Regions from separate parts of the Sus scrofa genome. Here region 1 is linked to region 2. A link is a contact called in public Hi-C data. All regions are on one chromosome and are shown on one strand. The core of a region is the stretch at or near the end of the contact, and the rest is flanking DNA. Distances in the headings are between cores, read along the strand shown. Region 1 holds the start of GK5 (putative glycerol kinase 5). Region 2 holds the start of ATP1B3 (sodium/potassium-transporting ATPase subunit beta-3).

Region 1 (4,966 bases), core at 410-2,909, 360 kb after region 2:
TACTTAAGATACAGAGCTTCAGCCCTCAAGGGCAGGGATTTTCTGTATTTTCATTTACTCACATATCCTTCCAGACACCTCCACAGTTCAGCCTGAGCAAACCACTCTAGTCTCCTGCTACTCACAGCAATCTTGATTTACCTTTGAAATCCTTACCTAATTTCTTGAAAGAAAGAAGAAAAAAATAGAATGATTCCCCCAAACTATACAGCAACTATGAAACTTTGTTTTCTTCTAACAAATTTCTTCTAACAGAAATTCTGTATCCAAATACTGATTCCAAATACTCCAACTCCTTAAAAAAGCAAAAAACAAACAAACAAACAAACAAAAAAACTCTGCCTAAACACAAAAGTACTTTGTGTCCAGAATTATAAGGGAGACTTGTGAAAAGTATCACCGTGTTCTGATAAAGACTCAAAAAGATAAGGAGCACATAGTTTCTAAGGACAGAGTCTGCCTTTTGTCTCTCCTTTCAGGTGGGGGTAGGGGTGAGTGGGCAGTACTCACCCTTTCCTGCACAGGTGGACGCAGAAAGGACCAGGGAGCTGCTCTAGTCCCAGCTCCCTGTCCCGGTTCTGACACCAGCATGAGGAAGTCCTCAACACGAGCGCTCAAAGAACTGTTTTGACTGGACCTGCTCCTGGGCAACTGCTAAGGCAGAAAACCGCTTCTAAAGGGGGTGGGAAGAAGGGTGGGAATCCAGCAAAAGGGGAGCTCTGTGCTGCTGGGAATGGGTTAGGTAATAGCTCCTGCTCGCCCTAACACTGCTAATATAAAAAGAAGTTGGTATTGGACAGAAGAGTAAATAACTTCCCGTATCCATGGAAATGAGCTGCTCAGCACTTTGGGAAACAGTTAATAATGGCAAATGAAGAACGGACATAAAGTCAAATCCCATCAAGATCTGAAAATTTTAAATGTAAATAAAGACAGTGTTGGAGGTCTACCAAGGAAGTGCAGGAAAAACCAAGCAAATCACAAAGTACCCTCTGGCTAGATATGCGCAGTCCGCCCTACCCTGCCCAGCCCCGGGAGTCACCGCATTCTCACCCAGGTAAGGCCAGAGGGGCGAATCCCCAGGTGAGAGGAAGCTAGTGAGCGGCCCCGGGTGACAAAGCGGGCCCCTAGGGTCCTCAGCCGGGACAGGAAAGGCGCACGGGTTTCAGTCTGACCCAGGAGGGAATGCGGTGACCTGGCCGATCCCGGCGCCCCGATCAAGACCAAGGGCCGGCGGTGCTGCAGGTGGCGGCCTCCAGGCCGGATGAGGCGGTCCCGCCCTCTCTGCGCCCACGATCGGATCCCGGGCGTCTTGCGCGACGCTGACCCGCAGCCCCGACGCCCGCTCCCCAGTCACCTTCTGCGCGCTGGAACCGCAGATCCGCGCCGCGCGGTCATAGACGTGGCAGCGAATCACCGAGCTGCCCACGTCCAGCCCCAGTACGAAGCCTGCGCGCCGCCCGTCCGGCGCGCTCTGCTCCTGGCGTTCCTGCTCTGCAACGGTGGACAGCTCGGACATCCCGACCCGAACGCCTCTCTACCGCAGCCGCCAGCCGAGCAGGCTAGTTCCAAACACTCGCACCGCAGGAGCGGAGCGCGCCCAACCGGGCCACCGCCCCCGGCCCGCCCCGCCCCCTCCGCGAGCTCCGGGAGCGGCCCCGCCCCTGCCGAGGGCCCCGCCCCGACGCCGTGACGTCACGGCTGCGCAGGGCCCCTTCGCTGGAGCGCGCGCGGGCCGAGTGGCCGCCTGGGGGCGTAGAGGCGAGTGTGTTTTCGGTGGGACTTTGGAGCCCCAGCTCACGCACGTGGCCCAGTTCTCCAAACACCCGCCGCTCTCGGCGTTTCCCGGCCGGTAATTTTCATGATTTCCCTCCTCATGCCGAGCATCATGCAGGAAGTGCCTGCGTTTCTTTTGTTTGTTTTTGCTTTTTATGGCCACTACTGCGGGCATATGGAGGTTCCCAGGCTGTAGGTCAAATGGTAGCTGTAGCTGCCCGCCCAGGCCACAGCAACGCAGGCTCCGGCAGGATCGGAGCCGCGCCTGCGACCTACATCACAGCTCACCGCAAGTCCGGATCCTTAACCCACTGAGTCAGGCCAGGGATTGAACCTCTGTCCTCATGGATGCTAGTCAGATTGGTTAACCACTGAGCCGCTAGGGGAACTTCGCCTGCTATTCTTTTAACTCTTAAAAGGAAATACAAAATTGGGCCAAAGGTATTTATTAATAAACTGTGAGTTTCCCAAGACTTCTCCCCAGAAAACCTGGTCAGATACACACAATACTTCTCAATAAATACTTGCTAAATGAAATAACACTCAACCAGTGAGACCTTTCGCAGCCCTCTGGTCGGAGGAAGGAGCACAGCGCAAGGCATCTGTTTTTACCGTCAAACTCCACCCCAACGATTGCTTTTTCAAGAATCTGAAAGCCCCTTTACCTTTCCTGCCTCAAAAGCATGAGATCTTCCCCTCAGAGGGCAGGAAGGACGCATGTGGTAATTTTGAGTTTCCTTCCGTTTTGATCACCAGCTTTGAATCCAAGGGGATTTTTGAGGGGTGGTCCAGCTCCAAGTCCTTATCTGTGGGGAGTGGGGAGGTGTCAAGACCTGTTCCAGCCACCACTCCACCTCCAGCCCCCCAAAAACCCAGTACCTGAAAATATTCATTACCTTTTTGTAAAATTATGAAAGTAATATGGATATGCGTTTTTTGTGAAAAAGTTCAACAGTGAAGAGTGGTATACTGGAGTTCCTGTTGTAGCGTAGGCGAAATGAATCCGACTAGTAACCATGAGGTTTGGGGTTGGATCCCTGCCTTGGCTCAGTGGGTTAAGGATCCAGCATTTGCCGTGAGCTGTGGTATAGGCCACAGTCACGGCTAGGATCCTGACTTGCTGTGGCTGTGGTGAAGGCCAGCAATTGTAGCTCCGATTCAACCCCTAGCCTGGGAACCTCCATATGCAGCCCTAAAAATAAATGAAATAAAATAATAAAATAAAATAAATAGTGGTATACTGATTAATAAGTAAAGGATATTCCTTTTGAACCAAATTGTTCTTTTGACAAAACTGTCTGTTAACCAACTCCCTTTCAGCGAATTTGACCAAATTGGGTTCTTTTGTTATGTTACTTGAAGCTTGGAGCAAGTACCTGAAAGAGTATGGGGTGGGAGTGGAGGGTTGTTTGGTTTGGGTTTTGAGCTTTGCACTCTGTCTCTGTCCATTTGTCCCATTTGGCCCCAGGACTGTTCACCAGTGGTGACTGTTTGGCTGAGTCATATGTACTCTGTATTATGTTAATACCCTGTATCATAATTTGAAATGAATGACTAATGGGTCATCTACAGGCCAGAGTTCTCCAGAGAAAGAGAACCAATGGGATAGAGATTGAGAAAAAGATTGAGATTTATTTTAAGAAACTGCCTCACATGCTTATGAAGGTTGTCAAGAGGTAGGGCAGGCTGGAAGTCTAGAAATTCAGAGCTGATGTTACAGTCTTGAGTCTAATCTCCGCAGGGCAGTGGGCTGGAAACTCAGGCAGGGTTCCTATATTGCAATCTTAAGGAGAATTCTTCTTTGCAAAACCTCAATCTTTGCCCTTAAGGCCTTTAACTGATTGGATGAGGCCCATTAACATCATGAAATGTCGTTTGCTTTACTCAAGGTCTCGATTTAAAATCACAGAGTTCCCTGGTGACTCAGAGATTTAAAGACCTGCCATTGTCACTGCAGTGGCTCAGGAAGCTCCTGTGGCATGTATTGGATCCATGGCCTGGGAACTTGCACATGCCACGGGGACAGCCAAAAAGAAAAAGAAAAAAAATGTTAATCATATCTTTCAAGTGTTTCATAGCAACCTCTAGACTTGACTAAACAACTGGGCACCCACACTGTGTATCCACTAGCCTAGCCAAATTGATACATAAAATTAACCATCACACACCCCCTTCCACAAGAGAGAAAGCGGTTTTCTCCATGATATCAATAATTATCATATTTCTCAAAGTGCTAATTCTTTGGGCTTCTTGGAACCCTGCACTTACTTCCTTTGTGATTTTTTTTTTTTTTTTTTTTTTTTTTTTGCTTTTTAGGGCCACATCTGCGGCATATGGAGGTTCCCAGGCTGGGGTCTAATCAGAGCTGCAGCTGCCAGCCTAGGCTACAGCCACAGCCACACCAGATCTGAGCCACAGCTGCAACCTACACCACAGCTCACAGCAACACCAGATCCTTAACCCACTGAGCAAGGCCAGAGATCGAACCCACAGCCTCATGGTTCCTAGTTGGATACGTTTCCACTGCACCATGACAGGAACTCCCTCCTTTGTGATTCTTTTAAACATTCAAATCAATTATCTTTTTTTCTTTTTCCTTTTTTTAGGGCCGAACCTGCGGCATATGGAAGTTCCCAGGCTAAAGATCAAATCAGAATTGTAGCTGCCGGCCTACATCATAGCCATAGCAACTGGGAATAGGAGCCACGTCTGGGACCTGCATCATAGCTCACAGCAACACCAGACCCCCGACCCACTGAGAGGGGCCAGAGATCCAACCTGCACCCTCATGGATACTAGTCATATTCGTTTCCTCTGTGTCACAACGGGAACTCCCAAATCAATTATCTTGAGTATTAGCAAAGGATCATGGAATGTGAAAACAGGGAGTTTGGCAACCACTTAGTCTAATGTTTCTTAATCTGTTTAATTTTGAAAAAATTTGAGACCTGATAAATGCTATCTTCCTGAGAAGATGATTATATACACAAAACTTAGCATTAATTTCAGGTGGGATAAACTAAACATGACGATTTCAGATTAAAAATCCAGAATGAGTTCCCAAACCTGGACATACTGTTGAGGAGAGAGGCTCTGGGAGGGAAAAAGGGATACTGTGTTTCCCCCATGTTCAGTGTTCTCTGCCAGCACCTCTCATCCAGCTGTGCCTACAGGGCCCAGGGCTCAGAGA
Region 2 (5,066 bases), core at 1,370-3,869:
GAAAACCACAAAGCGGTACATGTGAAAAGTATATTAACGACCACTGAAATATACAAACTACAAATATCTGACAGCATTTAAAATCTTTGAAACACTATTTCATAATGTTTTTGTTTGTCATGTTTTAGTTGTGTGTGATGTAATTATTTCTCAAAGTTTGCTTGTTATTACATACACACACAAAATAAAGCAGGTGTTTGTGTGTGTGTGTGGACCTTTTTTGGGGGGGCCACACCCACGTGGCATATGGAGGTTCCCAGGCTAGGGGTCCAATCAGAGCTGAAGCCGCCAGCCTACACCACAACTCATGGCAAGGCCGGATCCTTAACTCACTGAGCAAGACCAGGGATCGAACCCCATCCTCATGGATGCTAGTTGGGTTTGCAAACCAATGAGCCACGACGGGGACTCCTAAAGCAGGTGGTTTTATATTTTATTCCAAACAGACTCTGTATCTTTATTTTTTTCTTTTTAGGGCCACACCCTGGGCATATGGAGGATCCCAGGCTAGGGGTCTAATTGGAGCTACAGCTGCTGGCCTGTGCCACAGCCACAGCAATGCCGGATCCTTAACCCACTGAGCAAGGCCAGGAATCAAACTTGTAACCTCATGGTTCCAAGTTGGATTTGTTTCTGCTGCACCATGACAGAAACTCCAAAATGGACCCTGTATCTTGAACTGCTACCTAAACTAGAAAACCTGTTATCTATCAACTCTATCAATATTTTAAGTGTTCTCTTAGTTTTTTTTTCTTTTTAGGGCCACACCTGCAGCATATGGAAGTCCCCTGGCTAAGGGTAGAATTGGAGCTGCAGCTGCCGGCCTATGCCATAGCCACAGCAATGCAGGATCTGAGCTCCATCTGTGACGGACCTCAAAGCCTGTGGCAACGCTGGATCCTTAACACACTGAGAGAGGCCAGGGATCAAACTCACATCCCCACAGACACTATGTTGGGTTCTTAACCCCCACGATGGAAACTCCCTTACTTAGATTTTTGATGAGACAAAAATAGTTAACTACTTCCATTCCTCAGTTCTCTTTCAACCTTATTTATGAGCTAAAGAAATGCTTCCTAGTCTGCTTGCATGGTGTTTTGCTATTTCTAATACTATTTTCATGACAAATTTTGCAAAACACTTTACACATTTTTTGCCATCACTGGCTCAACAAAGTAACTGATTTAAGTTATCAGTCAAGGTCATAATTGTAAATTTAGCTTTCCTAAGTACAGGGGAAAAGTCATTTATAATAACAATGCATGGAGTTCCAGTTGTGGTGCAGTGGAAATGAATCTGACTAGTAACCATGAAGTTGCCCACTGGATCCTTGGCCTCAGTGGGTTAAGTATCCTGCATTGCTGTGGCTGTGGCATAGGCCAGCAGCTGTAGCCCCTATTAGATTCCTAGACTGGGAACCTCCGTATGCTGCGGGTCCTAAAAGGCAAAAAAAAAAAAAAAAAAAAAAAAAAAACCAAACAAAAAAACTTCTCTTTTCCATTTATGGGAGACATAATTCATAATTCCTTGCTTTGATAAGCAAAGTGAGGAAGTGAGAAATGCCAGAATTTCGATATCTACTTACTCCTTTAAAGCATTTACAATCTGTGTTTAAACTTTCAGATGAATTATAATGCATCATTCCAGATAGTAAGATGTATGCTATATTTCTTCATTCATAATTTTATATTTGCTAACGAGGTAGTATTCCATTTTTTTTCTAAAAACAAAACAAAAAAGCACCTTCTGCCCAAACTTCTATTCGTCTTTTCGTGCTGTCACAAGTCTCAGCGCACTGTGCTCTTCAGCTCCATCTCGTGTAGGAGAACATTGATTGCACCCTCAGCTCGGACCAAGGCGAGCACCACTGCAGTGGAAAAGATCAAAAGCCAGGAATCTGTACTTAGGCATCAACACTAAACGAAGAATTGATTTCCTGGAGATTAAGAGTCTGAGTGTTTGAGAAAAAAACAGGCCGTGCAGTTTGGAACCTCAGGAAAGCATGTATATTGATTTCATTGATAAATTCAACTAAATCTGGAGAAAATTATACTGCATTTACTTAATACTGGCATATTTAGGATGAAATTCCCATTGACCGGAGAGTTCTAGATAAATCCTCCAAAAGAACCAAGTCAGGGCATTCTCTAGGCAGCGGTATGCAATACACCTGCTTACGAAATACCACCGCAGACTATCTTTTAGTCACGTCATAGAGCCCAGAGGAGAACGTCTGGGGACGGTTTGGGGAGAGGGTGGCGAAATCCCCTCCTCGGTGAAGGCGACTTAGTGGACCGGAGTCGTTTCCGTGCTCTTCTGGTCCCACGCTGCTGCAGGCAAGGAACCCAGGGGACTCCAGGTGTCCGTAGCCTGCAGCATCTCCCGAGTCCTCCTTCTAAAAAGCCTGCGGGCCAGGGACGTTCTTCTTTCGCTTGTCATTATAAATCTGCTTTTTACTAAGCCCTCGTGATTTCTAAAGTCGCTACACGTAGTTTTTGCCTCCTCCAGCCAAGGAAGAGGGAGTCCGGGGCGTCCCAGAGCCCCGCGGGGTACCGCGGGGCGGGGCCGTGGGCGGGGCGTTTTCGCCTGGTCGGGCTGCGCCCCGCCGCGGGCTGGAGGCGGTAGCGGCGGCGGCGGCGCGGCCTGAACAGCGCGGGGATTGGCTGCGGAGGGCGGAGACGTCAGGCTCCCGCGGCTGGAGCGGCCGCCCGGCTCGGCGCGGCGCAGCGCAGTCGGCTTGAGCGCTCACGGTAGCGAGGAGGTTTCCTCAGCCGGCCGTCCCGCCTTCCGCCGCCGCCGTCGCCGGGCTGCGCCGCTCCAGCCCAGACGCACCTCCGTACTCCTCGCTGCTTCCCTTGTCGTCGGCACACACCATGACGAAGAAAGAGAAGAAATCCTTCAACCAGAGCATGGCCGAATGGAAGCTGTTCTTGTACAACCCGACCACCGGAGAGTTCCTGGGGCGCTCCGCCAAGAGCTGGGGTGAGCGGGCGGCGGTTGGGCGCCGGGGCCGGCCGCGGTCCAGGGGGCGCCGGGCGGGGTCGGGTGGGAAGGGAAAGGCGGGAGGCGGTTCCCCGCGCGGGGGCCCCGGGAGCGGCCGTCGCCGCCCGCAGCGGTTTTCTTCGGTCCGCTGGACTCGAAGACGGGCGGCGGCGGCGGAGTAACGCGGCCCCATTCATTTCTTGCGGGGCCGGCGGGCGGGCGAGGCTGCAGGGCCCGCTGGCAGCCTCCGCCGGGCCTCGCCGGTTCCTTCCTCCCTGCCGGGAGCTGGCGCACGTGCTGCCGGGGCCTGCGGCGCCGGAAGCCGGGGACCCCTGCCCCGAGCCGAGCCCCGGGCGCGTGGGCGCCGGGCGCCCGGCCTCCTTTTGTACGGAGCGCGCTGGCCGGGAGAGGCCCTGGCGGAGGCGGCTGGCGGCGCCGAGCGCTTCGGGGAAGCCAGACCCTGCCCCACGTCCGGGGAGAGGAAATTTCCACTCCGGCCGCTATCTTGTGACTCGTCCACGCTGCCACCCCAGCGGGTCGGAAGAGTGCAAGTGAGTGTTAAGTGTGTGGGCTGCACAGATATGTTAAGCATACACGTACACGATACGCGAAAATGCGCTTGAATTTAAACAGTGAAAAGACCCTTAAAAAGGTCGTTTCCTCCTTAATGTCTTCTTAATGACAGAGTTTTCTACGTTACCAGCGTGCTCCATTGAGGGAAAGTAAATCCTGTCTGAATGGCAGTTTTTTCCTCTGCCTTCAAAACGTTTAATGGTTGAATTTGTTAGCAGTTTTCCTCTGCATGGGTTCTTTGTTTTAAAAAGAAATATTTAAACCATCTGCCAGTGTGGTGCTGCTTTAGAGTGCCTCTTTTTTTGGAAAAATGATGTTAATGTCTGAATAAGGACTAGTGCCCCCCTCCTTTATACTTAAGTAAACTGATTTTTTTTCTTTTGAAAAATATTTTGCTAGTTGGTCATGACAGACCTTTTTTTTTTTTTTTCTGAGTGAGAATATATTTCTGGAGTTGAGAACTATTTGGGCACGACATTTTTTGAAGAGAAGCATGAAGAGAGTAATTTAGCTCTGACTTAGCAAATAAACTGTTGCTGCTGCTGCTTGAAATCGGCTCCTGCCGAGGGGAAAGGTGGCTTTAATTCGTATGACAAGTTGAAAGGGGCCTTGGAGGGTTTTTAGCCCAAACCCTGCTTTAGAGATGAGAACAACGAGCCCCAGAGAGATTGTGATTTTGCTTTGTGTAAAATTACATATTCCACCCAGCCAAGAAAAGAACCCAGTTGTCCTTTAATCCTAGTCCAGCGGTTGTATTATTTTACAGATGCCTTTGCCTAACTGCATGGCAATCATTCACGATTTTTATTCAAAAGGCTATCTGTGGGGAACCCACTGGTGTGACGGGGAAAGAAATCTTGCATCTGAAAGTAAATAGGGAAAAACTGGTAAACAATTGTTTCTGGAGTATACTAACTTCTTGCTGAAGGAATTTTCCAGTAGTGGAGAGAGATTAGTTTGTGTAGACTACCTTTCTCAGGGCCTTCTTATTTCCAGTAATAAGTATCTTCACTCTACATTAGAATGATATTTCTTAATGCAGGTTGTGCTCCTTATCTAACTTTTGTGTTAAATGTTCTTGGGGTAGAGATTTTATTTGGTATGCGCATTTAAATAGGTAACATGCACAACTTATCAAGAGTATGCAGCATTTTATGAGGGCAGTAGAAGTAGCATAGGTGAAGTTGGGATTTGTATTAGAAGGATTTAGGAAAGACCTTTTTTTCAAAATTGAAAATAACACATAGTAAATTTCTGGGTTTTTTGTAATAAATAGTAAGCCAGCATAGAATGGCATAAGTAGGTGAAAATTATCCGTAATCCTATCCCAACATAAGGGCTGCCCTCCAGGGAAATGTGGAGGAGTAGTGTGGGGAGGCTGAAATCCATTCTCTGATCACCCTGGCTGAGTACCCTAGAGCAAGGAGTCCCCCTGGAGAAAGTGCATCTTCTTGTAGTTCTTAGAAAAGCAGTGTCTGGGCTAGCTGCCTGATCTCATCACCATAAAGATA

The links. Hi-C and Micro-C count contacts between places; a contact is called where the count stands out from the background.
Region 1: a contact with region 2 is called in a Hi-C map of embryonic fibroblasts, with 1.9 times the contacts expected there. The contact joins the promoter of GK5 here to the promoter of ATP1B3 in region 2. A contact is called at or near these places in 1 of 47 Hi-C or Micro-C datasets (embryonic fibroblasts) and 1 of 2 datasets of contacts at active chromatin or transcription factors (alveolar macrophages).

The regions. Positions count from the first base shown.
Region 1 is chr13:83,033,930-83,038,895 of Sscrofa11.1, forward strand. It overlaps GK5 (putative glycerol kinase 5), which reads right to left and starts at 1,660. Exons shown (of 16, transcript XM_003483257.4): 1 at 1,358-1,660. The coding sequence starts at 1,519.
Region 2 is chr13:82,677,823-82,682,888 of Sscrofa11.1, forward strand. It overlaps ATP1B3 (sodium/potassium-transporting ATPase subunit beta-3), which reads left to right and starts at 2,620. Exons shown (of 7, transcript XM_013982100.2): 1 at 2,620-2,982. The coding sequence starts at 2,874.